2 separate regions of the Mus musculus genome follow, and region 1 is linked to region 2. The links are chromatin contacts, called in public Hi-C maps. All regions are on one chromosome and are shown on one strand. Each heading gives the region's core, a stretch centred on a gene start, on an enhancer-like site or on the middle of the called end of the contact. The rest is flanking DNA. Distances are from core to core; before and after follow the strand shown.

What was found. A called contact is a pair of places that touch in the nucleus more often than the background predicts.
Region 1: a contact with region 2 is called in a Hi-C map of the G1E-ER4 cell line, with 2.2 times the contacts expected there. The contact joins the enhancer-like site here to the promoter of Gins1 in region 2. A contact is called at or near these places in 5 of 39 promoter capture datasets (the 3T3-L1 cell line, 3T3-L1-derived adipocytes, the HPC-7 cell line and 2 more), 16 of 484 Hi-C or Micro-C datasets (the C10 cell line, the G1E-ER4 cell line, the HPC-7 cell line and 11 more), 1 of 115 datasets of contacts at active chromatin or transcription factors (embryonic stem cells) and 3 of 9 other capture datasets (adipose tissue, liver and pancreatic islet).

Annotation. Positions count from the first base shown.
Region 1 is chr2:150,977,419-150,983,335 of GRCm38.p6, reverse strand. It overlaps Ninl (ninein-like), which reads left to right. Exons shown (of 24, transcript NM_207204.2): 2 at 3,145-3,338; 3 at 3,807-3,903. The coding sequence starts at 3,156. Among named protein-coding and RNA genes, the nearest start is that of Ninl, 29 kb to the left of the region's middle. Within about 2 kb of position 1,780, at least 17 of the 459 cell types and tissues checked have an H3K27ac peak or open chromatin away from gene starts, as enhancers often do. A contact at or near this core is called in the G1E-ER4 cell line and bone marrow-derived macrophages, where this site is marked.
Region 2 is chr2:150,907,727-150,913,884 of GRCm38.p6, reverse strand. It overlaps Gins1 (GINS complex subunit 1 (Psf1 homolog)), which reads right to left and starts at 4,291. Exons shown (of 7, transcript NM_027014.1): 1 at 4,092-4,291; 2 at 1,040-1,104. The coding sequence starts at 4,166.

The sequences.
Region 1 (5,917 bases), core at 531-3,030, 72 kb before region 2:
TAAGAATTTAGGCCTCTCACAGTAAGATTACCCATAAGCACCTGGGCTTACTTACAGGGCCACCATTACTTGATACAGAGCTGATGAGAAATGAGTCTTAACCTGGCCAGGACTAGGGGTCTCAACCAGACTGAGGCTGAGACGAGTTTGTGCCAAGCAATCAGACTTTTTATACCCCTATCAGAAACAGAATATAACCACTGTTCCCAAGATCAGTACAACGATAGTTGCAGGGACACAGTGACACTTACAAGCTATATCGGGTACATAAGAGTAATGTCTAAGACCAATTGCCCTGTCATGCTTCTGTAAACTTTGTTGACTTAGCAGGAACACAGATTTACAGGGAGACCTAAACACTCCACTGCCTGAGGGAGTACATCAGTTTGTCAGGAACTGAAAGGCACACAGTGCCCTAGGAGCCATGAACTCTAACCTGAAAAACCTATGACACATGCCTCTGGAAGGGAGCTAAACCAGGCCAACCCCATGTTTCCCTGCAAGTATCAGTACTTGCAAAGAGATCATGTGACAGTATATCTTACATATATAATAACTAAATGCTGATTCAGTTGAGGCAAATAGATTAAAGGCCAGGGTTTTAAAAAGCAAAATCAGTCAATAGATGGGAAATGTGTATTAACCCTGGTAGTAGGGAGGCAGAAGCAGGTAGATCAGAGTTTAGGGCCAGCCTAGTCTAAATCAAATTCCTGTCTAGCCAGGAATACCTAAAGGGCCCTGTCTCAAAGAAATGTATGTAGTATGTATATATGTGTGCATGTCTAAAGAGCAGGTTTTACATCAGAATATGCTAAAAACAGCATTCATGGATCACTTTGCATGTATTTACTTAAATGCTTTTAAATGTGCAAACTGTGGTTTCATGTATAATGTATAGACACATAATTCTGAAAGCCACAGATACACAGGCCATTACATCTTCTAAAAAGCACTTTAAAATAGTGCTTATAAAGTTGTCCTTTAAAAGACTAATACAGATATATAAAGTACCTGTTTAAAGACAGTTTCCTAGATAGCCAAATATTGTTAACATAAAAAGCAGAAGTATATATGTGTGTGTGTGTGTGTGTGTGTGTGTGTGTGTGTGTGTATTTATACTACCAGTTATAAAATGATCCTAAAAATAGCACATCCATCCTTAAGAATGCTTTTTTGTGGAGCTGGAGAGATGGCTCAATGGTTAAGAACACTGTCTACTTTTCCACTTCCAGGGGACCTGACAAAACACCAATGTACATAAAATAAAAATAAATAAATTTTTAAAAAAGAATGTTTTTGCTGTAGATTAAAAAATAATGTCCTATTGTATGGATGACTATTTTATTACAGCACTAATATCTTTAAAGATACCTAAATATTATTTTATAACCCAAATATAGATTTTTACAAACTTTTCGATTAATTTTAATTGTGTTTATTGGTCAGTGTGTGAGTGGGAAAGGTATCAGTGTAGTGATGTGAGCGAAGTTATCTGTGTAGGCCACACGCATTAGATCTCCTGACAGCTAGGAGCTGACAGTTAGGGGCTGTGTGTGTGGGTGCCAGGAGTTCAACTTCCACCCTCTTTATCCGCAGATAAACACTGCAGATTTTCATGCCCAGGGTCGGGTGCTGCTTTATGTCTTGTCTTCACAGCCTTCGCCTAAATCTGTGGTGAGGGAGGAGCAGGGTCTCGTGATTACAGAAAGATCCAGCAGTATCACTGCATGGCATTCTGAAGTTTTCTAATGTCAAAAGTTGACAACTATTTCTGGGTATAGACTGACTTCTGCTTTCCCTAGGTCTCTAATAGACAAATGCTGAACAGAGCTCATATCTACCCAGTGTATATTTTAGGAGTCAAGAAACTGACTAATTTCCTGTTTTAACCTCTTCACAATTCTTTTTGTTGTTGTTGTTGTTGTTGTTGTTGTTGTTGTTGTTTTGGTTTGTTTGGTTTGGTTTGGTTTGGTTGGTTTTTTCAAGACAGGGTTTCTCTGTGTAGCCCTGGCTGTCCTGGAACTCACTCTGTAGACCAGACTGGCCTCAAACTCAGAAATCTGCCTATCTCTGCCTCCAAAGGGCTGGGATTAAAGGCGTGTGCCACCACTGCCTGTTCATATTATTGATTAGCTAGTTAATAGATGATTGGGAAGGGAATGAGCAAATTTTAAGTGAACCCTGGGTATCCTTACATTATGAACTAATTTATGTATTTGCTTATAGACACAGTCTCATGTGTAGCCTGGTCTGGCCTGTGCACCTACCATTCTGCTCCCTTGTCTTTCCCACCTCTCCATCATGTATTTGTCCAGCATGATGGGGGCACCCTGGATATGTCTTCTGCCCCAACAATTTAGTTTTTTAAGTAGATATTTTTATGTATAAGGGAGAGACCTTGTATTTATAAGGTTTCAGGGTTTTTTGTTTGTTTGTTTGTTTTTTGCTTTTCCCGAGACATGGTTTCTCTGTGTATCCCTGGCTGTCCAGGAACTCACTTTGTAGACCAGGCTGGCCTCAAACTTAGAAATCCGCCTGCCTCTGCCTCCCAAGTGCTGGGATTAAAGGCATGCGCCACTACGCCCAGCAACAGTTTTGTTTGTTTGTTTGTTTGTTTGTTTTGTTTTTTTAAAGATAGGAATTGTGCATAGTTCGTGCTTTTTCTGTTTATCTGTTTTCTGCTCCACTCCTCTCCTCCTCCCCTCCCTCCTTTTTTCCTCTCTCTTTCACTCCTTTCTCCCTTTCTTATTTCTAGTTTTGAAGGTAGAACACTGTTGTGTTGCTCAGACTGACTTCAGACTCTGGGGCCCAAGAAGTCCTCTGCCTTAGCCTCATATGGAGCTGGCATGGAGGCACATGCTGGGTTTCATCTGTTTTCTGGTTACTCTGTAGCTTTAAAACACACACACACACACACACACACACACACACACACACACACACACACACTGCTGACTGACGGATGCCTTGGGTCCCTGCAAAGAGAAGCTGATTCCTGTAGCTGCCTTCGACCCCACAGGGGCTCCTAGTACGTCTTTCCAGTGCTAGCTCTGTGATCTGCTGTTGTTCAGTGTGTAGGCCTGAGGGAAATGGGGCTAAGAAACCTAGCTAACCTGCTACTTCGCTTTTCTCCTTCGTGACCAGCCTGCTATGGGATGGACAACGAAGAAGAGAACCACTATGTGTCACGGCTCAGGGATGTCTACAGCAGCTGTGACACCACAGGGACCGGGTTCCTGGATCAGGAAGAGCTGACCCAGCTATGTACTAAGCTTGGCCTGGAGGAGCAGCTGCCGGCACTCCTTCACATTCTTCTCGGAGATGACCGCTTGGCCAGGGTGAGTGGTGGACTCCTGCCGAGGGACACTGCAGAGCTGTGCCACCCACCGGTGTGGGCATTTGGTCCACAGCACCCAAAGAAAGGCACTTGGGGAGGAGAAGTCTCCAGCAATAAACCGTGTTATTCTAGAGATTGAAAGAAGAACGCCAGGGAGCATAAGCAGCCACACCCAGCCGTGTGGATGTGGCCCGCTATGCCTAGCTGCTGTTGTTCTCTTAGTTGTGTGGTTTGGTTTGGTTTGGTTAGGTGTGATAAAATGGTTTATTTGGTGGTAATATGGTGGTTCACATTTACCTTCTGTGATAGATTCTTCCAGTACATGATTGGAAACGTGAAATGAACACCCTTAGGCAATAATCAGAGGTCTTTTGAGGAAAAGAAGACTCCAAGGGGACTTTTGGTTCATGAAATTAAATGTGAATCTATGGGAAGTAACAGTGTCTTCTCCTTACTGAAACTCCGGCAGGTTAACTTTGAGGAATTTAAGGAAGGCTTTGTGGCTGTGCTGTCATCAGGTTCTGGCGTAGAGCCCTCCGATGAGGAAGGTAGTTCTTCCGAGTCAGGTAAGAGGATTTCCTGTAAGCTCCTCAGTTTCTTTACTTTAGTCATCTGTGACCATTCAAAGTGTAGCTTAACTGTTCCAAATTCTAGCCTCCTTTTCTGTCACCCACAAACCATCAAGTGCAGACTTGGGCAGAATATCTGGGATTTCCTCTTCTGTGACTGTCATCAGATTGTAACCTGCATTACAGGTAGGGGGCCACTGACAAGGCACTGGGGGGTGTGGAGCAGCAAGAGTTGGAGCCTCAGGGTCTTAGGTGTACCAAGCAAGCAGGCTGGCCTTCTGCTCTGGACACTAATCTGCTCTCACAGCCACTGGTGTTGCAGTGTTCGAACAGTGCTAACAGGAATCCCACTGTGGAAATGGCTGTGAGGCAGGAACATGATGATAAGTCCAACCGACACATGACAGGAAGCCACCAGCCCAAGGATTGTGGGTACAAAATAATGGACCAGGTGTGAGACAGCTGGAGGCTGGTCTGCCTATGGCCATGAGGACTGTGTGAGGTAGACAGTGATGATTTCAGGGTTTACTGGAAACAGCTACTTGCCCTGGCCTCCTGTATGACCAGATAGCAGGGTGAAGGATCCTAGTCGGACCAAAGGCATGGAGATGAGTGACAGGCAGGAGGAATGGCTCATACCAAGTGTCTTCTAAGTGTGAGGCTTTGAACTTCATGTATATTTTATGTAGGTTCTATCTACCTTCTTAGAAATTCCACAGTACTGTCTTACCCACAGTTGACCTGAGGAGAGATTTACCCTGTTCCATAGTATGTGCTGGCTAGGAGTTGAGTCCCTGTGTCCCAGTTCCTGAGCCCCATGCACACAGTGTCAGAACACTGTGCATCTTGCTCTGGATGACATGGTCAGCCCCTTCCACACCTCCTCTCTCATTGCAGAAGCCCTGGGCGCAGGACAAAGTTAGTGCCCAGACCACTTGCACAAAGATGATAGCCCCACACCACTTGCACAGGTATTTGTCTCATACCTTTCTCTGCAAAGATGTGAAGAGGGTCACTACCAATTCATTTTCTTTTCTTTAGAATTAGAAACCAATTCATTTTCTTTTCTTTAGAATTAGAAAAGCTTTTCTCACCTAAGTGGCCCATGCCTTTCCTGAAAAATTGCCCCTAATGCCATTGGAGAGAGACCAACCTCTGCCATCTCTGTTGTGTGACTCTAGGGACAAGATGTGAACAACAGTGTGAGCGCTAACAGCAGGTCAAACACATGATTTTACCTGAGCTCAGTGGGGAAGCCCATAAAATTATTAGGGTTACTTACAGGAGCGTGGGTACCTCACCCAGGCGCGACCAGCCTTCGTTCCTTTAGCTGTTGTCCAGTGCTGGTATAACCTTGGGCAAGGGCCTTCTGAATCTTGGTATCTTCCTGAGCTTCCTCAGTCTGATAAGTTTTATTTGCTTCTCCATCTTGTGAAACTTCCTCCCAACTAGAGGAGGGAATGTTTCAATTTGGAGGAAATAGCTGTGCAGCAGTCGGAAAACATCTACCTACTACCCTCACTGCCCTTGTGTTGTGGGCCTGCGGTGACAGAGCTGGGTCATCTCTAGGTTCCCCCTCCAGGGTTGAGTCTGGTTCTGTCTTTTTTATTCTCTAACTTGCCCGTTCCTAGCCGGGTGTGGTGGCCCACGCCTTTAATCCCAGCGCTTGGGAGGCAGAGGCAGGTGGATTTCTGAGTTCAAGGCCAGCCTGGTCTACAAAGTGAGTTCCAGAACAGCCAGAGCTATAAGAGAAACCCTGTCTCGAAAAAACAAACAAACAAACAAACAAAAAATTGCCTGTTCCTTGTCTCCTGTGCCTCCCTACTGCCTGCTCCTCACCCATCTGACTATACTTCTTGCATTTTGGTTCCAGTTGTAACATCTTCATCCTAATTTCTAGTTACTTCTTGCCTAGTGCCTTCCACCTTGCCATTTGAACGTGTTTATCTATGTGGCCAAATGCCTGCATTAGGAATAGCAGTCCTGTACTTGTGTCTCCCTCTCCTGTTCT
Region 2 (6,158 bases), core at 3,042-5,541:
AAAGATTTTTCTGTTATCTGCATGCATTGTGTTCCTATGGTTTTCTATGCCCCAGATTATTAATTTATATATCCAAGTAACTCATAAGCCTCTCCAGTTAAGATTCTGACTGCCACTGGGCAGTAATCCCAGCACTTGGAAGGCAGAGACAAGTAGATCTCCAATTTTGAGGACACCCTGCATTACAAAGCGAATTCTAGGAAAGTCAAGACTATAGCAAGAAACCTTGTCTCAAAGTGGGGGGCAGGGACAACGACACTTTACAACCTCAGCTTTGACCTAGCTCGCAGCACCCGCTTTTGTCTTACTATGTGATGGCAGCCTTTGAAGTTTGTTCACAAAGTCCAGATTCTCCATTGTGGGAGTTACCATGCCCAGTTTTAAACAGCCCAGCCCCTTTTTTGACCTGCTAAATGTGACACCAGTTCTCAATGAACTCCACTCATGCTGTCAGCAATCACTGCTATTCCTGCTCAATGGACCCTCTCTTTCAAACTCACTAAGGCATCTCTTAATGAAAACAAAGAGTGGGAACTAAGTATTTAATTGCATTGTGGTCTTTATCTGCTCCTGTCTCACCTGTTTAAGTCTATTTTAGTTCCTTCAACTTAGAAGTTACACATCACAACACATCGTGAAGTCGTATTAAGCATCTAGCACCTATGAAGCACTGTCCAACCACAGAGTAGCAGAAAACCCTTTAAGATCTAGTCCTATGCTCACTTGTACAAGTGGGTTAAAACAGAGTAAGAGAATTAAAATAAAAACAAAAACAAGGCTGGGCATGGTGGTGCATGCCTTTAACCCCAGCACTTGGGAGGCAGAGGCAGGCGGATTTCTGAGTTCGAGGCCAGCCTGGTCTACAGAGTGAGTTCAAGGACAGCCAGGGCTACACAGAGAAACTCTGTCTCAAAAAAACAAAAAAACAAAAATAAGAACAAAAACAAAAACAAAACAAACATCCCCAAAGAGATATAACATGTTCTGATTTTAACATGTCATTTCTTATTTTTAAAACATCAATATTATCACAACTTACACATCAGACTGGTTTTGTTCATACAAAGCTTTCATCTCCTCCAGAACTTGTCTGAGTCCGTCCTCCTGAAATGTAGAAACTGATATTGATATGCATCCATTGATCCACCTATTAATTTCAATCTATATTATTTTTCATTTGCATATCTTACTACAAAAAAAGGCTTCACAATATTTTCATAGCTATAGATGTTGTCAAGGAGCATAAGTGGTATAGTTCTATGGAAATCGGTTCCACAGCTATTCAAACTGTTAAAGGGAATGGACGAAGTAGTTTCTGAACACAGGATGCCAAGCAGGTAGACCAAGAGCTCAAGGTCTTCAGGCACTACACAGATATACCCTATCTTAAACAACATATTCCTACTTGCATAAGACCTTTGAGCTCTGTGCCTGCACCAAAAAAAAAAAAAAAAGGTTAAACAGAACTACCATATGACCCAGCAACTCCACTCCTAGGTTATTATACACAAGCCCGGGTTTTCTTTCTTTTTGCTTTGTTATTCCCACCACTAGTGCTGAGCTAAATCGCCAACTCACACAAAAACTTACAAACAATTGTGTTGTGTTTGAATTTTTTTTATCTTTAGGGTTTCATAATTTGTTTTCTTTTTTTAAGATTTATTTATTATTATATCTAAGCACACTGTAGCTGTCTTCAGATGCACCAGAAGAGGGCGTCAGATCTCATTACGGATGGTTGTGAGCCACCATGTGGTTGCTGGGATTTGAACTCAGGACCTTAGGAAAAGCAGTCGGTGCTCTTAACCACTGAGCCATCTCTCCAGCCCTGTTATTTGTTTTCTTGAGACAGGGTCTTACTAGTACTATGTGACCCAGGCTGACCTAAAACTCACATTACATTTCCTGCCTCAGCACCCCAAATCCTGGAATTATAGGCATACGCTGACTGGGCAGAATTATTCAAAATAGTCAAAAAGCAAAAATAATTCAAAGGACCAACAACAGATGGAGAGATAAGCCAAATGTGGTATATCACCCAATGGAATGTAATTCAGCTATGAGAAGGAATGAGTACTGACACATGATAAACATAGATAGATCCTGAAAACTCCACATTAAACCAGAGGCACCAGACACAAAAGGACTATAGTTTGAGTCTCCTTACTTGAAATACCAGGCAAGGCAAATTCATACATAGAAAAGCAATGTAGCCAGACACAGCAGCACAGGCCTAGAATCAATGCCAGCAAATGGAAGGAATATCTCAGGTTGAGGCCAGCTTTGACAACTTAATGAAAACTGTCGTTTAAAAAATAAGAGCAGGTGAGATGGCTCGCCATGTAAGGGCACTTACTTCCTAGAGTGCTGACCTCCTGTAACTCACACAGTAGAAGGACAACTCTCTTGTCCCCTAACCTCTACACCTGTGCTATGGTATGTCACAACCCACATAAGTAAATAAATATAACAGAAAAGTGATGATCAGGACCTGTGAGAAAAGGGGGACTGGGCAGTGCTACTCAACAGTGACAAAGTTTCTGCTGGAGTAATGAAATGGGTTTGGAAAGAGTGAGGAAGGTTTGAAAACAATGTGGATGTAATTAGTACTGCACATACACTAAGTTAAAACGGTCAAGTTTATATTTGTATGTGTATTTTTAAAAGATAAAACAAATAGCCATTGGAAAAGTGCAATAGGGGCTGGAGGGATTGGCTCAGAGATTAAGAGCACTGTCTGCTCTTCTAGAGGTCCTGAGCTCAATTCCCAGGAACCACATGGTGGCTCACAACCATCTGTAATGGAATCTGATGCCTTCTTCTGTATGTCTGAAGACAGCATCAGTGTAGTCACATATGTAAAATAAATAAATAAGTCTAGAAAGAAAGAAAGAAAGAAAGAAAGAAAGAAAGAAAGGAAGGAAGGAAGGAAGGAAGGAAGAAAGAAAGAAAGAAAGAAAGAAAGAAAGAAAGAAAGAAAAGTGCAATAGGGGCTGGAGAGATGGCTCAGTGATTAAGAAAGAAAGAAAGAAAGAAAGAAAGAAAGAAAGAAAGAAAAGTGCAATAGGGGCTGGAGAGATGGCTCAGTGATTAAGGGCACTGGTTGCTCCTTTAACCGGACCCAGGTTCGACACATCTAGCACCCATATGGTGATTCATAACTGTCTATAACCGTCAGTTCCAGGAGAATTCACTGATCTCTTCTGACCTCTGTGGACACCAGGCATGCACGCTGCCACATATATACATGCACGCAGAACATTCATACACACAAAATTTAAAAATAAATCCTTAAAAAACAAGCATTATAAAACTACTGAACTACTGAATATTAGAATAGTCTCAAATACATTATACTGAGCAAAAGAGGCCAGAAATAAAGACTGCATTCTACATGATTCCACATGGCCCTGTTCCATGACGTGTCAGCTCCTAGCCAGCCGAATGAACCCAGATACATGGGGCGCGGGGGGGGGGGGGGGGGGGGCGATGGGGGGGAGAGGCAAAATCTACAAACAAGAAAAGCAAATCTATGGTTTACAAAGGCTGAAGCTGGGACACAGCTTCATAGCAATCCCCAGAACTACTGGGGTTATATTAAGATGCTACTGGCTCATCAAGAAGCTGGCTATAAAAATGCATGTGGATCTGGAGGGATGGCTCTGGCACCCACAACCCACCTATAACCCACACCCTCTTCTGGCTTCCATGAAGCACCTTCATGCAAGTGAGACACATACTCATAATTTCTTTTGTTTTGTTTTGTTTTTTAAATAGAGTTCCAGGCCAGCTTGGACTACATGAGGACTTATCTCAAAAAACGAAAACAAGAAACGCTCAGATGGGGCAAGTCACCAAATCAACAGGTAACCTAAGTATGAGTCTTTTTCTTCCTACGATTTGGCCCCGTTTCAAACTTGTTTCCGATCTCGGAATCTAGCAAAGAGATAAAGTTAGCCCAGCAACCAACAAAAAAAAAAAAACCTCCAGCAAGCAACAGCAGGCATAGGCTCCGCCCCAAGGCATGAGGCCCCGCCCTAGGCCCCCAGGCCTGGCCCTCGACACGCCCCTTCCCGGCCGCCGCTCCTCACATTAAAGGCCGGCAGCTGCCCTTCCGGCGCGCGGTGTAACTCGCGGACAAGCTCCATAGCTTTTTCGCAGAACATGACGGACGCGCCCGGGTCCCGTGGTCCCGTCAACTGCCAAGTCACCCCAAACGGTCGCTAGTTCCCAGGCCGCGGCACTTCTATTGTTCAGAGTCGCACAACACCAGCAACCAGCTCCTCGCTTTGGCGCCAAATAGGCTCAACCAATAGAAGTGCACTGGTGCGGGGTGGGGATGGTGGGTGGGAGAGAACTGAGCTACGGTGGCCGAGAAGGGACATTTAATTTTATTGAGCAACCTCACTGAGCTTCAGGAAAATTGGGGTTAAAGAGAATGGTTTCCTCCCTGGCAAAGCCAGAAAGTAAATTGCGTCTAAGATTGTGGGCTGAAACAAAGGGCTGTTTTCGATTGTCCAGCAAAGTAAAGTGCACATTCTTCTCCTCCTTTTTATTTTTTCCATTTGAATTTATTATCTTTAGATTGCAAGAGGCACCTTTAGGTTGAAGAAAAGTCGAGAAAGTACTGGTTATGATGCAGTGTTTGAGTTTTGCAGTGCCGGTTGTTTAACATTAAAGAGAAACCTTTTTTTTTTTTTTTAAACAGGGACTTGGGGATTGGAGGGGTGTCTTTTTTTTGTAATTTATTTATTATTATATGTAAGTATACTGTAGCTGACTTCAGACACACCAGAAGAGGGCGTCCGATCTCATTACAGATGGTTGTGAGCCACCATGTGGTTGCTGGGATTTGAACTCAGGACCTTTGAAAGAGCAGTCAGTGCTCTTACCGGCTGAGCCATCTCCCCAGCCTGAGAAACCGTCTTTTATTGGGTACTTTTAGTATGGTAGGAACTATGACATATATTTCAGTTAATTCTCACAACTTTCCTTAAGAGATTACTAGTATGCAGAACTGGTAAACGAAAACAGTTAACTCTCTGCAGGTCACATGGCTCATAAACTGACTAGAATGGGATCTCTATGCTTCGCACTTTCTGCTCTGGCACTTTTTGATTTTAAAACAGTTAAAAATATTCACAAACTGGAAAATGTCGCAGATAACAGCAGTTTTAAAATTGGTTCTGAACTGATGGTGGAATGCCTGCAATCCCAGAACTTTTGTGACAGAGAAAGATTACTTCAATTCAGTTCAGGAGTTCTAAAGGAGCCCATCTTAAAAACAAACAAACAAAAAACAGTAAAAATACTCTTGATTTGCCTTCTGTTTCTGTGATAAGACACCATGACCAAAGATAAACTAAAAAGGAAAGGGCTAATTTCAGCTTGCAGTTGTAGTTCCATGCCATAAAGGGTATTCAGGGCAGGAACTCAGAGATCCTGGAAGAAGGCTGCTTACTGGCTTCCCATGGCTTCCCAGGCCTTGGGGTGACACTCCCCTTAGTGGTCTGGGCTGTCCCAAGTCAATTATTAATTAAGAATACTCCTACAGAGTGGCCAAGCGATTCTGATGAAGGCAGTTCCTCAAGATTCCCTCTTCCCAGATATAATTACGTTTGTGTCAAGTAGACAAAAATTCTCTAACCTTCACAACCCAAGATAAAACCATACCATAAAACCTACTTGTTTCATTCACACCCACACCCACCCCCTTTGAAATTGGGTCTTACTGTGTTGACCAGGCTGACCTCAGAGTCATAGAAATCCACCTGCCTCTGTCTCCTGGGTGCTGGAATGAAAGGTGTGTGCCACATTGCCTTACTATTTAGCTGATTTTTGAAAAAAGTGTTAACGTCTATAAAACAATAATAGATTTTTGTCTTGTTCTTTTGCAAATGTAGCTAACAAGACTGTTAGAGTAACTGGACAATGTTGAGAGAGGTGTTTCAGAGAGAGGTCCTGAGACAAACTGTTCTTCAAGTGAGAGCTTTGCTACTTATCAATTCACATACAGTATGGTAGGGCTCTGAAGAGGGGTACTTCGGTTCCACCAAACTAAGCAGAGATCCTAGAAAAAAAGTTGCAGAGGGAGGAGGTGGTCCAAAGCCACAAGGTAGTAGGCATGGAAAGTACCTCATGCTACATGCTAGCTGCTT